2 separate regions of the Ovis aries genome follow, and region 2 is linked to region 1. Evidence: chromatin contacts called from public Hi-C data. All regions are on one chromosome and are shown on one strand. Each heading gives the region's core, a stretch centred on a gene start, on an enhancer-like site or on the middle of the called end of the contact. The rest is flanking DNA. Distances are from core to core; before and after follow the strand shown.

Evidence for each region. Hi-C and Micro-C count contacts between places; a contact is called where the count stands out from the background.
Region 2: a contact with region 1 is called in a Hi-C map of omental adipose tissue, with 4 times the contacts expected there. The contact joins two enhancer-like sites. A contact is called at or near these places in 8 of 16 Hi-C or Micro-C datasets (hypothalamus, liver, mesenteric adipose tissue and 5 more).

The regions. Positions count from the first base shown.
Region 1 is chr21:8,257,813-8,265,079 of ARS-UI_Ramb_v3.0, reverse strand. No RefSeq gene overlaps it. Among named protein-coding and RNA genes, the nearest start is that of TRNAS-GGA, 19 kb to the right of the region's middle. Within about 2 kb of position 2,574, at least 2 of the 54 cell types and tissues checked have an H3K27ac peak or open chromatin away from gene starts, as enhancers often do.
Region 2 is chr21:8,621,642-8,628,908 of ARS-UI_Ramb_v3.0, reverse strand. All of the region lies in intron 8 of ME3 (malic enzyme 3), which reads right to left. Among named protein-coding and RNA genes, the nearest start is that of CCDC81, 77 kb to the left of the region's middle. Within about 2 kb of position 3,473, at least 10 of the 54 cell types and tissues checked have an H3K27ac peak or open chromatin away from gene starts, as enhancers often do.

The sequences.
Region 1 (7,267 bases), core at 1,325-3,824:
GGGCTCGGGGAGGAAGCCAAGAGGCTGAGAAGCAGCAGCCAGTGAGGTCAGGGGAGAGTCAGGGAGAGGTGGCCTCCCAGAAGCCAGGAGCAAAAAGAGGGAAGCCTGGAGGGAAGCCTGCAGAGGAGGGAAGGCAGGAGGGCAATGGGAGGGGAAGAAGAGGTTGTGGTACAGACACACAGTGGAATCTTACTCAGCTACTAAAGAGAATGCATTTGAATCAGTTCTAATGGGGTGGATGAAACTGGAGCCCATTACACAGAGCGAAGTAAGTCAGAAAAACACCAAGACAGTAAACTAACGCATATATATGGAATTTAGAAAGATGGTAATGATGACCCTATATGCGAGACAGCAAGAGAGACACAGATGTAAAGAACAGACTCTTGGACTCTGGGAGGTGAGGGTGGGATGATTTGAGAGAATAGCACTGAAACATGTATATTACCATATGTGAACTGGATCGCCAGTCCAGGTTCGATGCATGAGACAGGGCACTCAGGGCCGGTGCACTGGGATGACCCTGAGGGATGGGATGGGGAGGGAGGTGGGAGAGGGGTTCAGGATGGGGGACACATGTACGCCCATGGCTAATTCATGTCAATGTATGGCAAAAACCACCACAATATTATAAAGTAATTAGCCTCCAATTAAAATAAAAAAATTTACAGAAAAAAAAAAAAAGAGGTTTTGTTTAGAGACATCCCCCTGGCTGCGGTGAGCAAGGCAAGGGGCCACAGGCAGGGAGGAGTCACCTGGTCCTGTAGGCAGGACCTCGCCTGTGCCTCTCTCTGCTCCCTCAGGGCCTGTGATGACTGTGGATTAACTGAATCCTCAGTGGAGTCTCAGAATAGCTGTGTCCTCAGGACGTGCAAGGATCCAGGGCCATGCGCTCCCCAGGAGGGGACTAAGGGCTATAAAAACAGGGGCTCAGGGAGGCCCACAGCCATCCCCTGCTACTCAGCCTGATGTTCTCTGAGGACAGAAAGTGCAGGGTGACTTTTCAGCGTGGTTGGTGTGTGTGTGGGTGTGTGTGTGTGTGGGGGGGTGTGCATCAAGTGTGTAAAAATACCAAATGTTTCCTTAGTCTTGATTTAAACTGTCCCTCATCTTCAGACTTTAAAAGGACTAAGGCACTCTCCTCTGTAAAGAGTGAGGACAGTTTCGGGAACTGTCAAATCACTGCAGTGAAGCAAGTCCAAGAGAATGAGGAGAGTCTCAGAAAATGAAATAAACAGAGCGCTGGGATGGAACCGGGTCAGCAGCCGTGGGAAGTGCGGCTCAGCCCTGCCATACTCTGAGCCATCTTCCCGGAAAGCCCTTCCCTGACCATCTGATACCACTGTCCCCAACCTTTTTGGCACCAAGACTGGTTTCGTGTGAGACAGATTTTCCACGGGCTGGGGGCAGGGGTGGGGGGAGGGTGGTTTCCAGATGACTCAGGCACATTGCATTTATTGTGCCCTTTATTCCTATCGTTCCATCAGCTTCATCTTAGGCCATCAGGCATTGGATCCCAGAGGTGGGGTCCTCTGCTCGAAAAGATCAACCCAGCCCCTGCCTTGAACAGGTCGTACCTCCCTTCCCTGCCTTATTGTCTCTGCTTAGCACCAACCAGTATTTCTCATACTCCATGTTGTTTATTTCTCTTGTTTGTCCACTGGAATATAACTTCATGAAGGCTGGGAATTTTGTCTGTTATATCCCCACACTTAGATCACTGGCTGGCACACAGTTTCTCAGTAAATAATGTTTTCCAAGTGAATGACTGAACTAATGATATTAGTCACTTTTTTATTTTATTTGGCCATGCCAAATAAAATAGGACTCTCATGGTATCTTAAACATATTCTATCCTGTTCTAGGATGTATCACATTGCTGTTGTTAATCATGCATCTGTCTCCTACTGCCTGATGAGCCTTGTGAGAGCAGGGCTGACTCCTATGGTTCGCTGGGTCTTCCGTTGTCTGGCCCAGGCTCTAACACAAGAAAACGCATGGGTGTCAGTTATGACTTGGGCTGTGGCCCAGAGACTTCGTCCTCTCCCACGTCTCTCGTGTAGTCAGGCCAGCCATCACCTTCTCTCCAGCTCCTCTGCCTCTGCTCTGATTCTGGTCCCTACCCTCTCTTCTTTAAACCACCACGTGTGTGTGTGTGTGTGTGTGTGTGTGTGTGTGTGTATGCATGCACACGCTCACTTGTGTCCAACTCTTTGCGACCCTGTGGGCCATAGCCTGCCAGGCTCCTCTGCCCGTGGGATTCTCCAGGCAAGAGTACTGGAGTGGGTGCCATGCCCTCCTCCACAGGATCTTTCTGACCCAGGGATCAAACCTGCATCTCCCGCATCTTCTGCTTTGGCAGGTGGGTTCTCTCACCATCGAGCCACCTTGGAAGCACCATCATGGCAGACTCCAAACCATAACTTCACTGACAGCTCCCTGACAGCTGCCCAAGGCATGTTCTAAAGCAAAGGTCTGGTTAGGCCACTCCACTGTGTGTCCTGTTGACTAGACTCAGGCCACTAGGGGATGAAGTTTAGTTTTCTCAGCCTTGGGTGTACCATCCACCCTACACTGGCCAAGTCTGTCCTCCTCTGCTCCCCAGTCACACAGCCTGGCCTCCAGCAAGTTGCACGGAATGTGTCTGTGTTTCCAAGCCTCTCCCACTGCGCAAGCCCTCCTCCGCGGCCCAGGTCACCCTTCTCCTATCTCTTCAGTTATTCAGCCATTCAATTATTCATTCAGCAAGAAGCCCTTCTTGGTGCCAGAAACTGTGCTGACCTCGGAGCTGCAGAGACAGACAAGACACAGCCCTGGTCTCGAGGTGTCCCTGTGTCTTCCCCTTTTGGGGTCACTATGGTCCTGACCCTTGTTCCACCCCCCAGAGAGGAGAGGCTCAGTCATTACCCTGTCTACAAGAAGGTCTTGGTGTCCATGAAACAGAATTGCCACTTGGTAAATTAAACTAATTGAATATTCTGCTCACGTTTTAATAAATTGTTGAGTTAGACTGTCCTGCCTGGTTAGTGCCTTTCTTTTCTGGGATTTTTAAAAGTAATTTTATTTACTTATTTGTGGCTGTGTTGGGCCTCCGTTGCTGCACCAGCTTTTCTCTAGTTCTGGAGAGGGGGCCACTCTCTAGCTGCGGTGCGCTGGCTTCTCATCGCGATGGGCTCCCGTGTTCCGAGCATAGGCTCTAGGGCACGCGGGCTCAGGAGCTGTGGCTCCCAGGCTCTCGAGCAGAGGCTCAGGAGGGGTGGCCCCCGGGCTTCGTTGGGATTCCCAGGTGGCTCAGTGGTGAGAAATCCACCTGCCAGTGCAGGAGCCACAGATGTGGGTTCGATTCCGGGGTTGGCAAGATCCCCTGGAGGAGGAAATGGCATCCCACTCCAGCATTCTTGCCTGGGACAGCCCATGGACAGATAGGCCTGGCGGGCTACGGTCCCCGTGGTTGCAAAGGGTCGGACACGGCTGAGCGACCAAGCACACACGCACGGGCTTAGTCGCTCCGTGGCGTTTGGGATCCTCCCAGATCAGGGATCTAACCCCTGCCTCCTGCACTGGTGGGTGGATTCTTTACCACTGAGCCCCCAGGGGAGCCCTTGGGATTTTTTTTTAAACTACTGCTCTACATCCAGTTCCCTGATGGAAAATGCCATGTTTGGTAAACTAGTATAAACTCAAGCATGACTAATATCCTTCGTGGGTAAGCCTTGCTTAGACGTAAGGACATTGTCCTTGAAGTGACATATTTAACAACTCCAGGATGTTTGCTAGATCGGATTTGGAAGATTCCCTAGAAATGCCATCATTTTTTTTTTTTCTGTCCTCATAGGGAAAATGTGTCAGGAAGCATTCATTCGATTCTCCCTGCTCGCTTTCCATCTGCTCCTGTATGCCTCATTAAGTTCTTCACCGTGGTTAATGTCCCAGGTTCTCTTCATCTGCATTCATCTAAGGACTCAAAATTGTGAAATGTTATGGAGGTTCACTCGTAAAAAACAATTTGACTTGAAAATGCAATTATTTATGCTTTCACCTACTGTGTGAAAGGATAAAACATTATAATGATTACACTCGAGTCCCATACATCCAGGCATTAACACTGTGATCAGATTTCTTTTCACCTGTAATTTTTCAGATGGCTCATTTTTGTTGAAAAGATAGTTCTATAGAGTAAGAGAGGGTCTTCTGATTTGATTTTTTAATCAAATTTTTGACTTGAGCTTCAGTTTCCCTGGATATTTATTTAATCTATAGTGTGTTGAATCAAGTTTTTCTTGACTCTGGAGCTCCATAGCCCCTTGGCATAGTGTTTGTTTTCTACGCCGTTTTTAAAATCTTTTCTTTTGAAATTTTATCAGTCTGGCTAGAGAGTCAAGTTGGTAGTTCGGCAAATGTTAAGCTCTTTGCTGCTGCTGCCAAGTGGCTTCAGTCGTGTCCGACTCTGTGCGACCCCATAGACGGCAGCCCACTAGGCTCCCCTGTCCCTGGGATTCTCCAGGCAAGAACACTGGAGTGGGTTGCCATTTCCTTCTCCAATGCATGAAAGTGAAAAGTGAAAGTGAAGTTGCTCAGTCGTGTCCGACTCTTCTCGACCCCGTGGACTGCAGCCCACCAGGCTCCTCCCATGGGATTCTCCAGGCAAGAGCACTGGAGTGGGGTGCCATTGCCTTCTCTGGTTAAGCTCTTTAGATGGTTACAATGGAAAAGCTGAAAAACAAAATAAGAAATTCTGTGATCACAGATGAAACTTTTCTAAGTGGCTGGCCAGCATTTTTGAGCCAAACCCTTTACTTTTATTAGAGTGCTCTGTGTCTCTGGCCCACTAATTATCACCATATTGTAGAGATGAGACAAAGAGGCTTATCTGGTACACCCAAACATTAATCAGAGTTTCAATTATAAAGGTATTCACCATTCAACTCTGTTTACCATTGGCTTGTTAACTTTCTATAGCCAGTGAAAACCCGGACCAGGATCTTACAATTTCCTCATGAATTTGTCCTTATGAAGAATTTACTTTGGATTGAGGCAAGGATCAGGCCATTCATGCATAAATTTATTGAATACCTGCCATTTGCACACATTTTTCTAAGTGCTCCCCGTAGATTAATTCATTTACTTGTCACTACAAACTTATGAAAGGAGGCTTTGATTTTATCTCCACGTCAGACATGGAAGAATCAAGGCTCATCGAAGTTAACTTGACAAAAACACACACTTAAAGCTGGGATTCATATTCTAGCAGTCTGCCTCCAGAGCCCACGCTCCTGTTTTACTAATGCTTACAGCCAGGTGCTGGGGAACTGCTGGGACTGTCACAGCTCAGTGGCTCCTGGTTGGGGTGGGGCTGGGGGCTTGATGACAGAGCAAAAGATGCTTGATCTTGATGAAGCATCGATTTAATCCCTGTGAGCAACCGGTTAGCCCTTACCAAGTTATCTGGAAAGAAGAAGCACTTGAAAAAAAAAATAAGTGCACGTATCTGTAAAGTTGTGTTACATACTTAAGAACCTGTAACATCGAGACAAGTGTGATACAAATCATGCATGAGTCTATTCATTTATATGCTGATGAAGTACTTCAGATATCTTTTACATGCTTGTCAAGTTATGTGTGTATCATTCATTAAAATCTATTTAAAATGGCCAACATTCAGAAGTTTCTGAAATGCCTTGGAGAAGGGATTCAAGTTAAGATGCACTGTGATTCCACCAACAAGGATCTGCTGTATAGCACCTCAAACTCTGCTCAGTGTTAAGTGGCAGCCTGGATGGGCAGGGACGCAGCGGGAGAATGGATGCATGTATGTGCATGGCTGAGTCCCTGCACTGTTCACCTGAAACCATCACAGCATTGTTAATCGGCTATACCCCAATACAAAATAAAAAGTTTAAAAGAAGAAAGATATACTGTAATTCTGATTGTATTGTTTGTAATAACTCATAGTTAATAGATGTTTCTGAACATTTAGGAAGACCTCTCCTCTCCAAGTCAAACAAAAATCTCCCCAAATAAATGACAGTTTGAAATACCACCTTGGTTTGAAGATTCATACTAAACCATCTTGTATTTCTTCAAGCTTTGAAAAATTTACTAAAAAAAAAGGAAAAATTTCTCTGTAAGAGAACCTTCCCTGGCCAACAGACCTAACGTTTGCTCATTCTTGGGTCGCCCCCTAGTGGTTTATTCGACTTATGACTATTTCTCAGTTCAGTTGAGTTCAGTTCACTCAGTCGTGTCCGACGCTTTGCGACCCCATAAATTGCCGCACGCCAGGCCTGCCTGTCCATCACCAACTCCCGGAGTCCACCCAAACCTATGTCCACTGAGTCGGTGATGCCATCCAACTGTCTCATCCTCTGTCGTCCCCTTCTCTCGTGCCTTCAATATTTACCAACATCAGGGTCTTTTCAAATGAGTCAGCTCTTCCCATCAGGTGGCCAAAGTACTGGAGTTTCAGCTTCAACATCAGTCCTTCCAATGAACACCCAGGACTAATCTCCTTTAAGATGGACTGGATGGATCTCCTTGCAGTCCAAGGGACTCTCAAGAGTCTTTTCCAACACCACAGTTCAAAAGCATCAATTCTTTGGCGCTCAGCTTTCTTTATAGTCCAACTCTCACATCCATACATGACCACTGGAAAAATCAGAGCCTTGACTAGATGGACCTTTGTTGGCAAAGTAATGTCTCTGCTTTTTAATATGCTGTCTGGGTTGGTCATAACTTTCTTAAGTAAGCGTCTTTTAATTTCATGGTTGTAATCACCATCTCCAGCGATTGTGGAGCCCAGAAAAATAAAGTCAGCCATTGTTTCTACTATTTCCCCATCTACTTCCCAAGAAGTGATGGGACCTGATGCCATGATCTTAGTTTTCTGAATGTTGAGCTTTAAGCCAACTTTTTCACTCTCGTCTTTCACTTTCATCAAGAGGCTCTTCAGTTCTTCTTCACTTTCTCCTATAAGGGTGGTGTCATCTGCATATCCGAGGTGATTGATATTTCTCCCGGCAATGTTGATCCCAGCTTGTGCTTCCTCCAGCCCAGCATTTCTCATGATGTACTCTGCATATATAATTTGGATCATGAAGGAAACTGAGCACCAAAGAATTGATGCTTTTGAACTGTAGTGTTGGAGAAGACTCTTGAGAGTCCTTTGGACTGCAAGGAGATCCAACCAGTCAATCCTAAAGGAAATCAGTCCTGAATATTCATTGGAAGGACTGATGCTGAAGCTGAAACTCAATTGGAAAAGACCGTG
Region 2 (7,267 bases), core at 2,224-4,723, 360 kb before region 1:
TCTGGAGTTGAAGGCAGCAGCAGCGGCCTCCTGGGCTTTCCCTGTGCGGAGTGGGGGTGGGGGGGTGAGGGTGGGGGAATGGGGGTGGGGGTGGGGGGGGGGGGGTAGGGGGGGGGGGGGGGGGGGGGGGGAACCTGCGAAGTAGGTGGTAGCGGAGGTGGGGAAGTGAACTTAGGCTGTGGACATAATTGTTCAGCTGTGACTCTGGAAGTGGTGGAAAACACAAAAGCTAGGGAAATCTGATCAAAAAGAGTCGAAAATGTTCAAAGAATACAATGGCAACCTCTCCGAATTGATTGTTCTCACCGTGACCTTGGCTCTGTGCTATGTATATGCTTGCCTGCATTTATTTCTTCATTTATTGTTTACAACAACTCTGGGAAATAGGGACTACTGAGCATTCTTTTTTTTCTCCCAGGCCCCTCTCAGAAATGGAAAGAGAAGTTCAGGAAAATAAAAACAGCCAGGAGAAAAGTGAATTCTCTGACCATTAGGCCTATAAAACCTCTGCCTCCGGTCCGTACACTTCGCCTTTCCTCCTGTTACAGGGATGAATGATCCCTGCTCTTAGCGAAAGCCACCTCCGGGTGTGGACTGGACCCTGCCAGGTATACCTACTCCAGGAGTTTGCTTTGTAATTCTCTTCCTGTTCCTCCTCTGGCATCCTCGACTGCTCCCTTTCTAGTGGACCACTGCCATCAGCATGCAAATACGTCGTCAAGTTGCCATCCTTAGAAACCTCTTCTTGACCCGATGGCGTTGCCACCCCATTTTTTTTGTTGCCGCTGTTGTTTAGTTGCTGAGTTGTGTCCTACTCTTTTGTGACCCCACGGACTATAGCGTGCCAGGCTCCCCTGTCCATGGGGTTTCTCAGGCAAGAATACTGGAGTGGGTTACCGTTTCGTTTTCCAGGGGATCTTCCTGACTCAGAGGGTGAACCCATGTCTCCTGCATTGGCAGGTGGGTTCTTTACCACTGAGCCACCTGGGAAGCCTGTCCTGCCTCTTACTTCCCTTTATAGCCAAGTTCCTTTATAGAGCTTAATATACTCATTGCTGGCTTCCCTGGTGGCTCAGATGGTAAAGAATCTGCCTACAATGCAGCAGACCTGGGGTCGATCCCTGGGTTGGGAAGATCCCCTGGAGAAGGAAATGGCTACCCACTCCAGTATTCTTGCCTGGGGAATCCCATGGACAGAGGAGCCTGGTGGGCTACAGTGGATGGAGTTGCAAAGAGTCAGACACGACTGGGCAACCAACACTTTCATACTCATGGTCTGCATTTCCTTGCTTCTTGGTCTCCCTGAAACCCAGTCCCATCCAGCGAATCTCCTGTCTTGATGCCACCAGTTCCTCCCCCTTGTCAAGCTCAGTGTCAGTCCTCAGCCCCGCTGCTCCCTGACTTTTCATTATCATTTGACACTGGTGTTCATTCTTTCCTATGGGAAACTCTGCACGTGGCTTCTGGAACCTCATGGTCAGTGGCTCCCTTGCTGGCTACTTCTCATTCTCCTTTCTGGGATCTTCCTCCAAGGACATCCTCCGAAGAGGCCAGTGACCCTAATCACAGTCGAGAACTCAAGAGGGAAAACAGCAGTTCTCAAATCCTGTGTTAGAAAGTTTGGCAAATAAAGTCATCTCCATCATTAACTTTCATTTAAGTTTCATAAAGTTTCATTAAAGTTAATGAGGAGGAGGAGGAGGGTCTTGAGTTATGCAGTAAGGGTTTAAAAGCAGAGAGGAAGGAAGCTGCTTAGCTTTCTGGAATCAATCACCTAGAGAAGCCCGGGGGTCCAGGGTAACATCGCTTGCACCCACACACGCCACGGGCAGCTGAAGGCATGGTTGTTTGTTCCTTGTTCATGATGAAAGAAAAACAAATTTTCCTTTTCAGAGGGAGCTTTCCATAATTGCACTTCCCGCAAACTGAGTACTAGAGGTTGTAGGTACAGAAAACAGCATAGAAGGACAAGCTGAAAATGTAGTTGCTATTGGGCTTTTAACAGTCACTTTTAAATTTTATTTATTTTTAATTTTTAATTAATTGTCACTTTTGACAAAGTTGAAGAAGGTTCTATCCTAAACCATGGGTTATCAGAGAAAAGGGGAAGAACTGGCTATGTCTCAGGTGAGATGAGGCTGCCATCTTGGGCAATGAGGACAGGGAGTTGGGCTCTGCCAGAGTGTGGCCAAGGGGCCTGGAGGCTTGGAGCCGGGGCACTGGGAGGCCTCTTGAATAAGGTTGGGCCCACTTTCACAAGTGGGCTGGTCACCTTCTGGTGGCTCAGATGGTAAAGAATCCGCCTGCAGTGCGGGAGAGCTGGGTTTGATCCCTGGGTTGGGAAGATCCCCTGGAGAAGGGAAAGGCTACCCACTCCAGTATTCTGGCCTGGAGAATTCCATGGACAGAGGAGCCTGGTGGGCTACAGCCCATAGGGTTGCAAAGAGTCGGACACGACTGAGTGATTTTCAGTAGGGGGAGAGGCAGCAGACCCCTGAGAGCTGGAAACAGCCCCCCAGTGTCCTGGAAACAGGGCAGAGCAGCTGGACGGACGTCAGAGCTGGGCCGTTCTTCCCGCTCTGCCCCTTTCCCTCCGTCCCCGCACCTGAGTCCGGGGTATTTTGCAATATTGTGCCAAGTGGGTGACCATTGCCCAATGTCACTCCTGGGCTCCTGGTGAAGGGTGGGGTCATCTTGGGGGCTGTGGAACAGGTTTGGCCCTGGGTGGGGTATCCTGGTGGGGGGCGGCGCTGAGGTTTGAGTCTTAAGGACAAAGAGAAATTGGCCAAGAGCAGAAAAGAGTTCCAGGCAGAGGGACCAGCACATTCAGAATTGAAGAGCGGGCATAAAACCCATGGAACTGAAGAATTCAGTGGGCTGCAGAAACAGGGTGGGTGCGGAGAGTGGAGAGAGGTGAGGTGGAACCCGCCTCGCTTCTCAGCTCCCCCTGTCCTGCGCTCACACTGGTCCTCACCCCGCTCCCATCAAAGCCGCTCTGTTTCAACCCTCCCTCCCTCCCACCCTTATGTGTTGCGAGCCTGCGGTGCACCAGGCGTTTCAGTACTTGGTACCGGAACCGTCTCCGGTTACATGCCTGTTCCTGCCTCTACATCACTACAGCCCTTACGATAACCTGGGTGCCATAAACAGAGGGAGTGGCAGTGGGAACATTTAACAGCGGATCGGCAGAGTGTATGTCCAGCCAGGACTGATGCTCACCTTAGCAAAGCATCCTGGTCTTTCTGGCAGTACTGGCTGAGTGCCTTTCGTGACTGTCAATACGATCATGTTCCTCTTACAGGTAAGGAAAAGAAGACTGTGAGGAGTTAAGCCACTTGGCCAAAGTCCCAAAGCAGAAATCCCAAAGTTGGGGATTTTGACCTAGGCTTGTCTTGGAAATACAGCTCAGGGGTAGAGCATCTGACGGCAGACCCAGGCTTGTCTGAATCCAGCATCTGACGGTTAAGCACCCGGGCTCACAGATGAAAATTTGAAAGCATGAGGGCTGACAGTGGCCTGGCACACACTGCAGGCCCCCTGAGCTGCCGTCTGCTCTCAGGAACGAGGCAGGTCTTGAGGGCAAGGAAGGTCCAAGGAGGCCTGGCGGGGCGGGGGTACTTTCTGGAGCTGACAAGCCAGCCAGCTTTCCTGGGTCCATGCGGGCAGCCAGCCATGGGGCCTGGAGCCCGCGCTCACCAGGCCAGCAGCCTCCTGGAGCTGGCTTCTTGGGAAGGACACAGCTGGTGAGTCCCCCGGGCGTGACCATTCCTATCGCTTTTCTCCTTCCAGGTCTCTGTCCTCTGCTAGGAGTAGGGACGCTTCTCTGATCCCAGCTGAAACAACAAAAGTCACCTGAGCCTCTGCCTTTTCCAGAAATTCCTGACGAGGCTGCCAGCGAATGAGTCAATGCTGGGGAGGCCGTGCTTGCTGAGAACCAGCCCGGTGGGAGGAGGCCTTCCACCAGCCCGAGCGCCCTGCTTGCTGAGAACCAGCCTGGCTGGAGGAGGCCTTCCACCAGCCTGAGCGGGAGCAGGCTGGAGCAGACATGCAGCCCTGGGGGGCCCTTGACCCTCCAGTGCTGGGGCTCCAGATGCCCCGCCGTGGGGTTGGCCACGTGGGCTTGGTGACTCCCAGGAGGGTGGAGCAGAGGACTGGCTAGGAGATGGCTCGAATCTTCTGCTCAGCACCAAGCATGGCCCTGCCCTCCTGGAGGGTGGACCCTATGGCCTTTACTCATATCTTTTCTTATTCCACGGAGGACGTGAGGCTGAGCTGCTGTTCCTTTTGTTGACTTAAAAAAATATTCACGACTTAAAAGTTGGGAGTCAGGTTTTATCTGATGGGAATTTTTAGGACTTCAAGCCTGGGAAGACAGCATCTCACTCAACTATCCCTGAGAGAACTGCTCTGAGGAGTTCTCTGAGGAGTGAGGGGTCAGAGGGGGAGAGGAGCCAGGTTACCTAGAAATTTGCAACAAAGGGGAGGTAATCTGAACGTCAAAAGTATTTTTGTGAATTCAAGAAAACCAGGGTTCCCTTTTCTCCACAGCCTCTCCAGCATTTATCACTTGTAGACTTTTGGATAGCAGCCATTCTGACTGGTGTGAAATGGTACCTCATTGTGGTTTTGATTTGCATTTCTGATAATGAGTGATGTTGAGCATGTTTTCATGCATTTGTTAGCCATCTGTATGTCTTCTTTGGAGAAATGTCTGTTTAGTTCTTTGCCCCACTTTTTGACTGGGTCTTTTATTTTTCTGGAATTGAGCTTCAGGAGTTGCTTGTATATTTTTGAGATTAATTCTTTGTCCGTTGCTTCGCTTGCTATTATTCTCTCCCATTCTGAAGGCTGTCTTTTCACCTTGCTTATAGTTTCCTTTGTTGTGCAGAAGCTTTTAATTTTAATTAGGTCTCATTTATTTATTTTTGCTTTTATTTCCGATATTCTGGGAGGTGGGTCATAGAGGATCCTGTTGTGGTTTATGTCAGAGAGTGTTTTGCCTATGTTTTCCTCTAGGAGTTTAATAGTTTCTGGTCTTACGAATGCAAACTAGTACAGCCACTATGGAGAACAGTGTGGAGAGTCCTTAAAAAACTGGAAATAGAACTGCCATATGACCCAGCAATCCCACTGCTGGGCATACACACCAAGGAAACCAGAATTGAAAAAGACACGTGTACCCCAATGTTCATCGCAGCACTATTTATAATAGCCAGGAATGGAAGCAACCTAGATGTCCATCAGCAGATGAATGGATAAGAAAGCTGTGGTACATATACACAATGGAGTATTGCCCAGCCATTAAGAAGAATACATTTGAATCAGTTCTAATGAGGTGGATGAAACTGGAGCCTATTATACAGAGTGAAGTAAGCCAGAAAGAAAAACACCAATACAGTGTACTAATGCATATATATGGAATTTAGAAAGGTGGTAATAATAACCCTGTGTGCGAGACAGCAAAAGAGACACAGATGTATAGAACAGTCTTTTAGACTCTGCGGGAGAGGGTGAGGGTGGGATGATTTGGGAGAATGGCATTGAAACATGTATATTATCATATGTGAAATGGATCACCAGTCCAGGTTCGATGCATGAGACAGGATGCTTGGGGCTGGTGCGCTGGGATGACCCTGAGGGATGGGATGCAGAGAGAGGTGGGAGGGGAGTTCAGGATGGGGAACACGTGTACACCCATGGCAGATTCAAGTCAATGTATGGCAAAACTAATACAACATTGTAAAGTAAAATAAATAAGTTAATAAATTTAAAAAAAAAAGAAAGAAAACCAGGTATCTCAGGTTAAGGAATTTAGCACTTTCCTGTGTATGGAAAGGTGTAAGAGTCTGGGCTCCTTGAAGCCATTCCTGTCACACGTATCTCAGCTGTGGGGCCAGGATCCCGCGTTTTTCCACATCCTGAGCTCCCTTGAGCTCACTGTAGGGAGTGCTGCAGTCTGACGGCTGCGAGAGTAGCCTTCTCATTCCTGAGTGCCCTTGGCTGCTGCTGCTGCTAAGACGCTTCAGTCATGTCCAACTCTGTGCAACCCCATAGACGGCAGCCCACCAGGTTCCTCCGTCCCTGGGATTCTCCAGGCAAGAACACTGGAGTGAGTTGCTGTTTCCTTCTCCCCCTGAGTGCCCTTAGGGCTCACCAGTTGACCCTGGAGGACTGCTGCTGCATTTGCTAATGACTGTGACATCCTTGTTTACTGATGTGGCAGAAAACATTCCACTTCTCAATTTCACATGGGCAGCCTGGTTCCAGCCCCCGCCTTTATGGGATTCAGAAGATTCTGACCACGCATCCTGCTAGGGGCCTGTCCCCAGTGACCACATGGGATACGGCTGTGGTGTTGGTTTACCACGGGGATTCCTCCCATCCTCCCTCCCCACTTTCTCCCAACCCTCTCCAATTCTGTGCACGCAGGCACCCTTTCTATTTTTGAATAGATGCTTTTCAACTGTGGTGTTGGAGAAGACTCTCGAGAGTCCCTTGGACTGCAAGGAGATGCAACCAGTCTATCCTAAAGGAGATCGGTCCTGGGTGTTCATTGGAAGGACTGATGCTGAAGCTGAAACTCCAATACTTTGGCCACCTGATGCGAAGAACTGACTCATTGGAAAAGACCCTGATGCTGGGAAAGATTGAAGGTGGGAGGAGAAGGGGACGACAGAGGATGAGATGGTTGGATGGCATCACCAACTCAATGGACATGGGTTTGGGTAAACTCCGGGAGTTGGTGATGGACCGGGAGGCCTGGCGTGCTGCAGTCCATGGGGTCGCAAAGAGTTGGACGTGACTGAGCGAGTGAACTGAACTGATGTAGTTAGAGGTTTCTTTTTGCTTTTTATTTGCAAGGAAAGGGGGTCAATTCTTCCACGTTGTCCCATTAGCCCTGGACTCCTCACTAGTCTCTAACTGCCCATTCAGCAGTGAGAGTGCACAGCACAGGCTTCCGGTCCTGGCCCATCACTCCCCAGCTGGTGACTGAGTGAGCCCTTCCCTTTCCCCAGGCCCCCTGCTGGGGTGTGGGGACTGTGAGCCTCAAAAAGAGTGGATGGAGGAGGTGAAGAGAGCAGTGACAACCACACTGATGTGGGGTTTGGAACGTAATCCTTGGCAAAGAGGCTTTCCACCTCACCCACGGGGGCACAGGCAGCCTGACTGCTTGGAGAGACAGTGCAGAATTCTGGGTGAGAAATAATTAGGTTCTACCTACCGGATGGGCTTCCCAAGTGGCACTAGTGTTAAAGAACCCACCTGC